Regions from separate parts of the Mus musculus genome. Here region 1 is linked to region 2. A link is a contact called in public HiChIP or PLAC-seq data. All regions are on one chromosome and are shown on one strand. The core of a region is the stretch at or near the end of the contact, and the rest is flanking DNA. Distances in the headings are between cores, read along the strand shown. Region 1 overlaps Rassf6 (Ras association (RalGDS/AF-6) domain family member 6). Region 2 overlaps Epgn (epithelial mitogen).

The links. HiChIP or PLAC-seq counts read pairs in DNA pulled down with a chosen protein or histone mark.
Region 1: a FOXA1 HiChIP or PLAC-seq map of pancreatic cancer cells shows a contact between it and region 2. The contact joins two enhancer-like sites.

What each region holds. Positions count from the first base shown.
Region 1 is chr5:90,619,588-90,624,544 of GRCm38.p6, reverse strand. The region is part of intron 2 of Rassf6 (Ras association (RalGDS/AF-6) domain family member 6); the gene reads left to right. Among named protein-coding and RNA genes, the nearest start is that of Rassf6, 18 kb to the left of the region's middle. Within about 2 kb of position 2,609, at least 32 of the 459 cell types and tissues checked have an H3K27ac peak or open chromatin away from gene starts, as enhancers often do. A contact at or near this core is called in pancreatic cancer cells, where this site is marked.
Region 2 is chr5:91,035,179-91,040,392 of GRCm38.p6, reverse strand. It overlaps Epgn (epithelial mitogen), which reads right to left. Exons shown (of 5, transcript NM_053087.2): 5 at 5,181-5,214. Among named protein-coding and RNA genes, the nearest start is that of Epgn, 10 kb to the right of the region's middle. Within about 2 kb of position 1,577, at least 64 of the 459 cell types and tissues checked have an H3K27ac peak or open chromatin away from gene starts, as enhancers often do. A contact at or near this core is called in pancreatic cancer cells, where this site is marked.

The DNA.
Region 1 (4,957 bases), core at 1,360-3,859, 420 kb after region 2:
TCGGCTTACTATCTCAGACCTCCTGAGCCCCGTCTCTCACAAGTCTTCTTCCTAAGCTCGGAGAATCGTGTTTTCTTCTCAGAGATCTTACCCTCTAACAGATTATGGTGTTTCTCGTTCTCTCTCTCTCTCTCTCTCTCTCTCTTTTTCTTCCTTGCTCTCTGCCACAAAGTTATTCTCATCTCAGAAGCCTCCACACTTTGTTCAAGGCTGTACCCTGCTTCTACTACACCTGACACACTTCAGTCCCTCACCAGAGTCCCACTACATAGAACTAAGTATGTAACCAGCCCCAAAGACCTTGCTCGAGCTTCATTATGACTTCACGTGCGTTGTCCTCGGGTCCTGCGTTCTCATCAAGGGGTGAAATGACGGTCCACTTGGTAAAAATCTATTTTGACGCACATACGAATTTAGAGTCATCAGAAGCAATCAGTGCAGTTCTAGTCAGAATGACTACACATCTGAACTGACACTCTCCCCATAGAGAGCCTCCCCCCTCTTTTAACATGAGTTAAACCTGGGTTCTCAGTGCTGTAGATGTAAAAAGAGGGGGGACCCCAAAGTGGGAATCCCCCAGCTGCACTGGCTTCACTGAGGACCTGTTAGGCATGCAGATTCTTACCCATAAGCCTGAGGAGGATTCAACAAAAGAGGTTCCTTAGTTCTAGGCCAACCTGGGCTACATAGTGTGACCCTACTCAAAAAGAAGGCCAAAAAGACTTAGCATTCGAAGCACTAGAAGAGGAAATGTTCCATCTTTCTATCCTGTCCACACCTTGTATGGTTTAGTAGCATCTCTCCAAGTAGCAAGAGCTCTCTCTCCTGGGGTAGAGTTTGCACAGTTGAAACATCTGTCTGAGACTTTCTTGTATTTACCACCTAGTTCTCCACCTCCCAGGCCCTGTGCAGGGGCAACTCTTCATCCTCTAGCATAGATTTTTCTAGAGAAGCAAGGAGTTCCACCTCTTTGAAAAGGACAGAAGCCTCGGGGCATGTGCGCCTGTGCAGGACTCTGATGTCAAGGGAGGCAACATTTACTGCAGTTAAGAGGGCCCTCTGCCCCCCAGCCTCCCAGCTTCCTGACTTTGGAACCCAATCCCTTCATTTGCAATGGAAATGGGCTAACCTACTTTGCTAGTAAAGGAAGGTCTGTGTGCCAGGAGGTAAGGCACTCTTTCTTCCATGTCCCAGCCAGAAAAAGAGGCCCACAGCAAAGAGACCTGGCACCCAGAGTCCCTTCTGGGAGAGGCCCTGATGAAGTGTGTGATTTCAGTTCCAGGATTCCAGGAGGTAGTGAGGGTAAAGTGGGTTCTGAGCCAATGCTTACAGACACCAGTTCCTTAAAATGACAGCGTTAGCTGCCTTACTGATCCGGATTTATTTTCTGGAGTAAATCATATCTCCTGATTCTACCTTTCCAGAGGCAGGCAACCATTTATACTATGAATTGTGGATGTCAATTGTGGAAAATCACGAATATATTGTATACTTAATGCACAGTTTGTAAAGTGTGCAGCTCTACAACCCACAAAATAACACAAACTTAATACCAGCAGTAGCTGATTCTAATAGACTTATATGTTTAACTCTTAGGGGGTTTTTAAGATTTATTTTATTTGTACATGTGCATTTTGTGTGTGTGTGTGTGTGTGTGTGTGTGTGTGTGTGTGTGTGTGTGTGTGTATGCTTGCAAACAAGGACCAGAAGTTTGAGAGCCCCTGAAACCTCAGTTATAGGCAGCTGTGAGCCCACCTGATATGAATGCTGGGAATTAAACTTCAGCCTCTGGTACAGCTCTTAACCTCTAAGCCATCTCTCCAATTCATAGTTGTTTTATAAAACAAAATACAAAATGTTTTAAATTAAGCATTTTGAACTGACCATAGGAAATTGTTAAATAATCTCATTGCTAAAATGTAATATTATGAACACAGTCCACAAAGTAAAGAAAACTAAATGTGAAAATCAAAAAGGTGGGGGTGTTCATATTCGACTCTGGATGAAACAGTCCTGCTCTATAACATGGAAAGATCCACAAAGAATGTCACCCAATGTCAACTTCAAGCTACAGTTCAGTGATCGACTTAACCACCAACATTTTCCAACAAGTCCTTCAGAGAGTGCCACAGATGTAGGGGACATAGCCATGCGTGGCCATGGACCTTACTTGGTACATGATAGTCTCAGAGGTTCACGTTGGGTTATAGCATGTGACAATATCTGTACTTTGTTCATGTTGAATCCAATTTATAAGGATCAAGAATGGAAGAGGGCTCCTTGGTTTCCAGGGAAAGCATAGAAGAACCACCTTATAGGTGCTTTGAACAACTGGAAAAACAAGAGGGGTTGCTATGTTACAACTCAAGTTTGACATCTGTGCATCTCTGGATATGAGGTATAGCTCTCTTCTTCCCATGGTCCTGCCTCATGTTCATGTTTGTTGCATTTGACAAAACTGTGTAAGTGCTTCTTCTAGACAGCTGAATTGTACCGCAAGAAGAGGAATTCATTTCTTGCTAAGTGGCACACGTCATGTTGTGGGTAGCTCCCATCTGCTGAGTGGCTGCAGCTCCAGCCGCAAGGTACAAAGTGCATGTTAGCATCTACAGTTCAGCTGCAGATGCTATTAGTCACTGAAGCCAAGCAGGACTTGAGGGACAGACACCTTGAGTGAAACACACCCTTGGGGCCCCTCCTTCCTGTGCCAGTTCCTCCAGAGCTTGCTAGAGTTATGGCTTGCTTTCCTCCAGAACCCATGCTAGAGAATTCTAGGCCCCCTCAGCACCTCCCGTAATCCCCGCCTCGAAGTGCCAGTGTCAGGGTGCCAATTTCTATGGTGGAAGCTACTGGGCCCATGAGTTCCTTCAGATAGAAGTTGAGTTTGTATAGAAGCTTGACATTTCTCAGTTTAGTAAAAGCATCTTTCCCTTGATGCAGAGTGTGAAGATGCCCTTAAAAACACATGGTATGTACTGTGAGGTAATATTTTACATTCCAAAAGAAATCTCAGATTTCCCCAGAAAGTCAAGATTTGATGACTCATTCAGATGAGTTTCAATCTTATTTTTGTTTCTTTGCCATCTCTGTGGGCTTCTAGACATTCCCAGGTTTATTAAAAGATAAAAATAAAAAATGTTAAAAAGACCAGATGTGTAACTGTTCTGTAAGCAACCATTTTAGAGATTTATCAAAGTATTTGAATGGCCGTGGTCTGTGTTAGGCGAGGACCTATTTGAAAGCTGAGGCAGAAAGAGGCACAACTTCTTTTTATTTGTTAAGAATGGGTCCATTTAAGGGGGCTCTTAAAATCCTGCTTTAAAAAAAAAAACAAAACAAACAAACCAACAACAAAAAAAACCTTGATAGCACTTTTTATGTCCTAGCCATTAGTGTGCTTATTGCAGTTATTTGAAACTCCCTCTAGATTCCAGGTCATCCATATATATGGGACATTCACTCATCTTCCTAGCCTTGATCCTGAGCCTCATTGTTATGATGGCCTCAATCTACCCTGCTGCCTCCACGTTGCCTTGGACTAAAATCTGCCTGCACTGCTGTACCTACTAGCTTTAGTATTGGCCTGTCTTCCTCTCGACTAGAACTTCACCAGTTTCCCATTGCCCAGAGGATGAATCTAAGTTTCTTAAAGCGCCCATTCTTATAAATCCCTGGGACATCCTCAGAGCTGCTCATATAGACTGCAGAAATGATAATATGCTTTGGTAATGTTCCCCTGACCTGATTGGCTTTTCTGGTTGAGTTATTGCCCACCCAGGTTCACCACAGGGACCATCTTGTGCTCACCTTCAACACATGACTTGGGTTTTTGGACTGTGCTCACATAGTGATTCTACTATGTATAATTAAATGGCATTGGGTCAGGTGTTCTGTTACTATGCTTCATTTGAATTTGCAGACACGGAGGACTAAGTCCTGACCCTCTTATAACCCTAGTTTCAACTAATCAACCTGGTATATTAGTGTAATCATAAGCTAACATTTCTTCCCAATGTTATGTCCACCCATCCTTCATTGGGTCCGTAAACTGAAATTGCCTTTCTGGTGAGATGCACAGAGTTAAAAAGGCCTTTGTAGAATGCATTAACCTCTGCTCAGGGACAGAGCATTTCCACTGCATGGTCCTGAGTGATGCTTCAAAGACTTGCACCATTCCACACATGGGGTTTTGCCAGAAGCTGAGGGGTGAGATTACATAAAGCTCCGTGTGCTTTCATAACGATGCTCTGAGCTCAGCATATCTGGACCTGCATCCCTAGTGAACCTGAACTTCTTTGTGCTGCTCTGGCACAAAAGCTTAAAAAGGACAAGCATGCATTTTAGTGGTAGTACAATTTCAAAGGAAGTATCTCACAGTAAGGACCCTAAAGGATCAGAGTAGCCGGTGAGATTTAGAACAGAAATCTTCTTTAACATAAAAAAAATTGAAGTAAGCCATTTGGGAAGGGAAACCCTGGAGGCCTTCACTGGAATTCTTTCTAGGGTCATTGCCCGGAATGTGTGGACCCCTGGAAATGTGCATGCTGGAAATGGCAAGTGAGGAAAAGTGAGTCTGAAAAGCATGTTGTTCTGATTCCAACGTGTAGAAACAGCGTGCATAGAGCCTGTTGTTCAGTGTTCAGTCCGTGTTTGTTGAATAGCAGCTTCTAATAAGCAAGCATCCATTCTGATCAGCAGGAAAGGTCAGCAAGTGAAACCAAGCTGATAGCTCTCGTGGCCCATATGAGAATGGCAAAGGTGTCTGAGGATCAAGGAGATAGAATGGTTTTCAATAAAGAGGTCTGCACAAAATAAGCTTTTTCTCCTTTATCTTGTTACTATTGCTTTTTGTCTTTTGTTTGGTTGGTTTTTAGAAGAGGCTATTCTGATAAGTTTACTTAACCAGTGTTGACTGGTTGTCTACCATGCACTAAACACTCTACTACCGGGGACTGAA
Region 2 (5,214 bases), core at 328-2,827:
GCCTTAGCCCTGCAAAGGCAAAACACTGGAGAATGGATGCTTGCCGAGCTCTAAGAAGCATCTGATAGCTAGCATGCTTACTTACCTACCACTCAGGAAATTGGGACTGGTACTGCCCTGCAGAAGGGGCTGTCTGTCCAGCACACAGTTCCTGATTCTGGTGCTTGTGGTAGCTATGGTATTTGCATAATTTCAGGCTCAAGGCAGGACAACTGATGGCACCACCTCTCCTGTCTCCTATAGACTTCCTTTAGTCTGATGGCACCATCTTTCTATTGAGTGTTTAGGGAACTCTTAACCAACTTCTTGCCACTAAAACAAGCACAGGTTAGGCTAATTTCCTCACATTTGAGCTGTGAGTCAAACCCAGGCTCAAAAGTGTTCCAAATACAAACTCCATTACTAAACCCCACCTTCTAGACCAGTTTGGGCCAATTTACTGCCAAATTTGTTGCACTGAATAAAAATCATTTCTCCATCACTTGATTAAACATTAACAGTTTTCTCAGAGCATAAGAAAAGGGGTAGGTGAGTCGTGAAGAGAGTAGGGACAACTGCACCTCCGTATTAGCTCAAGAAGTCAGCAATGAAGGGCGGAAAATATGTTACGTTTGTTAGTTTACTTAAGAAAATTCTGCTTGCAAGGTCTTCTAGTCATTTATAGCTTGATAAAGGAATGAACAAGCAATATGAGAACAGGAATTTGAATCCACAGTAATAAGAGGCCTTGGAATTGTGTCCTTGTGACTTTTACCAAAATTTGGGTAGATAAGAAAGTTAATGACAATTCCATGGGAGAGAGCCAACCCCTGTCACTATTAATGATACTCTGCTGTGCTTGCAGATAAGAGCCTAGCATAGCTGTCATCTGAGAGACTTCATCCAGCAGCAGATAAAAACAGATGCAGAAACCCACAGCCAAACATCAGATGGAACCTGGGGAGTATTGAGGAAGACTGGGAGATAGGAATAAGTGAGCCCAGGGGTTCAAGGACACCACAAGAAGACCTACCGAGTTAACCAACTTGATCCCATGGGAGCTCATAGAGACTGAACCACCAATCAAAAAGTATGCAGGGGCTGGACCTAGGTCCCTTACACATCTCTAGCAGATATGCTGCTTGGTCTACATGTGGGTCTCCTAACAATTGGAGCTGGGCTGTCTCTGACTCTGTTGCCTGCCATTGGATCTCCTTCCCCTAGCTGGACTGTCTTGCTATGAACAGATGTCCCAAGGTGAAGTGGTATGCAAGGGGAAGGGGGTAACAGGAGGAGGGATTTATGAGGGTGAGACTGGGCAGGGAGGAGGGGCGCTGTGTATAAAGTAAGTTAATGAAAAACAATTGACTAATATTATTAAGGGTAACAGTCGAAAGGAGGAGTTAATAAAGATATTTATATCAGTTGTGGGGCATGGGGGATGGGAGAAGCTGGTGTCAGGCTTTGAACTGGGAGGTGACTTTAGCAGGCTAACTCGCTGAGAAGACACACCCAGCATGTATTGTAGCAGGAAGCAGCTAGGGATGTGGGCAGGGCAGTGTCTGAGTCATCAGCTGGCACCTTGCCAGCTCCCAGGTGAGTGTGGCTTCTCCTAGCAGGTACATTCCTGGGCAACTCTTTGATCTGAGGTTTTTCTCTGCCCTGTGAGGTTTGCAGTGCAACAGGGCCCTCTACAGGCCTCCTGGTAATTAAATTAAGATGAGGAAAGACCATAACACTAATCCAAACAACCAAGTTGGCAGATTTAAAGGCTCCTAGGAACCTTGAATTGGCAGCTTAAGCCCTGGGGGCCGGTAGCTTTGGAGGATGCAAGCATTCCTAACCACAGCTATGCAAGACAGTTTTCTGCCTTCTCTTCACTAGAAAATACCTTGGCTTCTAAATGTGGGCTTGATGTAAAACAAACACATGGAAGCCAAAGGAGATAATGTCTGTGGGTGGGATCCTCCTGATAACTCTCAGAGTGTTTTTTTATTTTTCTTATAGCCATTTAATAGAATTTCATATCCAAAGGACTCCATGGAGTTAAGCAGCCCCAGGACTGCGTGAGAAGCCTTGTACCTAGAGTGACACAGATATTGTTTTTATATCTCAAATTGTTGCCTTAATCAAGTCCATCAAAATTTAATATTTTTCTCTAAGGAACAATTTGGATAAGGGTAGGACTGAAGGTAATGGAGAGGAAGACGGGGTCTACTGAATTCTACTGACAGCTTGGATGCTTTACTTCTTGTCTCTGATCACCAACCTCAGTCAAGGGCACCCATGGAAGTTAACAGTGCCAGGTGACACTTGTCCACAGATCAACGAGGAATATTCTCAAGTGATCCTTTTATCCCTTGAGTCTTGAGGATAAGCCAGGCTTTGTTTCCAGTCTCCAGTCTGTGGACTCTCCTGTTGGCAGGCTCTTCTCTCCTGTTCTGGCCCCACCCTGACACTGGTATGCACATCTTAATCTGAAGATGACAGTAGGGAATTTCTGTGGTTGGTCCATGACAAAGGCTATTATGTCTATTATAAAGAAAAGAACTGGTTTTCATTTGTAGATCACTTGGCCACCTCTCTAGGTTCACCAAGAATATGAATTTTCCATACCCTGTCGGGAGAGATCCCCTAGGCTATGGCAAAGAGAAAGAGCTGAATGTTGTGTGTCCTTGAACAAGTCTGCACAATTAAATGTGTGTCTGTTGGGTTAATTAAAAGCCTTGGAAATGATTATAAATGGCAGTGCTAGGACACTAGTATGCTCCCTTGATTTGTTAAAGAACTTTATATTGATTCAATACCTTTGTGCAAATTTAAAAGTATAGAGATGCCATTCTTTCCAAAAAAAAGATCTACAGCATGATTTGTTGTTTTTAATTTTTAAAATTTTGTTGACGTTGTTGTTGTTGATGTTGTTGTTGTTGATGTTGATGTTGTTTTTGTTTTTTGTCTTTAAGACAGTCTAGATAAGTAACCCAAACTGGCCTTGAAGATTTGAGATTGTCCCTCTGCCTTCTAAATGCTGAGATTACAGACCCACCACTAATCCTGGCATCTCATTAGCCACTCCCTGAGGACAAGCCACATGGTTAGCTGTAGCTACTTGCCTTTGATCTTAACTGCATTTCAATCTACATACATCTATGCTCCTGTATCTGAGGCACAAAAACGAGAATGAAGGGCCACAAGGTGTTGAGATAAGACTGGACTGAGCGAGGCTGTCCAACTCCTTATCATGTAATCGAATTCCTACCCCCGATGAGCTGTTTCTTCGGAAGCAGCAGGTATTCCCTCATTTAGGTTATGGAGCGAAGTGAAATAAAACAACAGAACACATTTTTTTAAAACACGGGTCTTCTCAAGACTGGAACATGGGTCGCTAGTTGCTCAGAGTCTCCCAAGGTCACCGATTGATTTGAATAATTAACAGAACTATCATCCAGAACTTGAAAAGTATGCTCTTCAATGTGCTACTGGATAGATCTGTGCCAAAGGTTTGGACAGAAATGTGGACTCACCCAGCTTAGCAATGCCAGACTCTGACAAATTCAATTTCAACACTTCCACTGCATCTTGGCAGAAGTTCCTATCTGATGTCATCAGTCAATGATGTAAGGTAGAAAGAGTGGTATTTTGCAATAGGGCTTCTGGTAACCCTTCCCATATGTGTGGGTTGCAAGCTATCAATATTTATATCACACGCAAGATAGCATGTAACATTTTGTAACGTCAAGAAGTTAGTTGGTTTATTCACAAGTCTTTGGCACACGAGCACTGTCCTTGTGTTCAACATCAACAATTTAAATTGTTGATGTTTGTCTTATTTTCATAAGACATTGTTTTTCAATTAAATATAATGAAGGAAAATCTTACTGACATCACCAAAGTGAATATGTCAAAACTGAAGGATTAGATCTGTATGGTGGCAGGAAATTCTAAAAGACGGGTCAGTTTATAATTTCATCCTATGAAAACATGATTATAGGAAAAGTTAACTCGGGATACAGTGACAAGCTGTTGTAAATCATTTTTTTTTGTAAAGTTAATAGCTTTGTATGGGTACTATTACAGGATTTGCGCCACCCCTACCATAGTCTAAAGTACATAATGAAGTACTTATGAATGTGGCTGACCAAAGGATGTACTCTCACAGAACTGACATAGAGGCAGACATGGCAGGAGGCAAAGGCAGAATGGAAGGAAATTCAATTTCTTGGACTGACTGGTTTTGTCACAAACACCATAAACACATCACTGATGATCCACCTACATAGCTGAAAACATAGTTCTGAGGCAAAGGTTTTATTGAGTTGTTCGTCTCAGAATCTTATTGTATACGTATTTCAGCTTTTTGTATGTGCACAGATGTTGCCAGATGTCCCTTCGGCTCCATGGGTATGTCAGAGAATCTTTTCTGAAAAGGCAACCCCTGTTGTTAGATCATAAGAAGCTCATAATCAGATAACTTTCATAAATTCTAGTCTAGGTTTTTGTGTTGTTTAGCTCGGTGTGTTTTATAGTGTTAATAAATAGCTCTCTGTGAGTGAAGAAGATTGAATTGCGTGTTACTGGTTTTCGGAGGGAAGGGGTTGTTTTGTTTTGGTTAACATTTTGATTTGATTATCTGGAAGTCAACTTCTGATGTTCTAATTTGAGGTTATTATGTCTGAAACATGTAAGCACTTACAGACAGTAAATGTGGGTGACCATTTACGGTATCTCTTGCCTTTCCTCAAGAGGAAGTCCTTGGTCAACTGAAAGTAGGCCTGCAATGTTTCTTCCTGGACTCTCCTCAGCTTTTCTACCTCTTTTGAAATGCTCAGGAAGAGGTAGCTTTCTAGGTGTGGTTACTGGAGTCACTGGGTGGAACCAGCACTCCCCACCCCTTGGCGTGATGTAACCTTGCACATGCAGAAAGTGCTGACATGGAAAGCAGCTGCATTCCATTCCTTCTGCAGGAAACACAAAGACAAGGAAATTCCTTCTCTTCAAAGGAAAGCAGAATGCTGTATTCTTAAAGAGGGGATGAAAAGCTTATATGCATGGCTCTTGTGGTTGACTATCACTGTAGCCATATTTAAGTCTGGTTTTTCTTTTAATTAATCTCAAGATCAAGTTGTTCTGCTTATGAGAAAAAAGAAATAAGCCCATGGTTCTAGACTGAATCCAAAAAAAAGAAAAGACAGTAGCTGTTATTGCTTTGTAATTTCATTTTTTATTTCTTTTCAA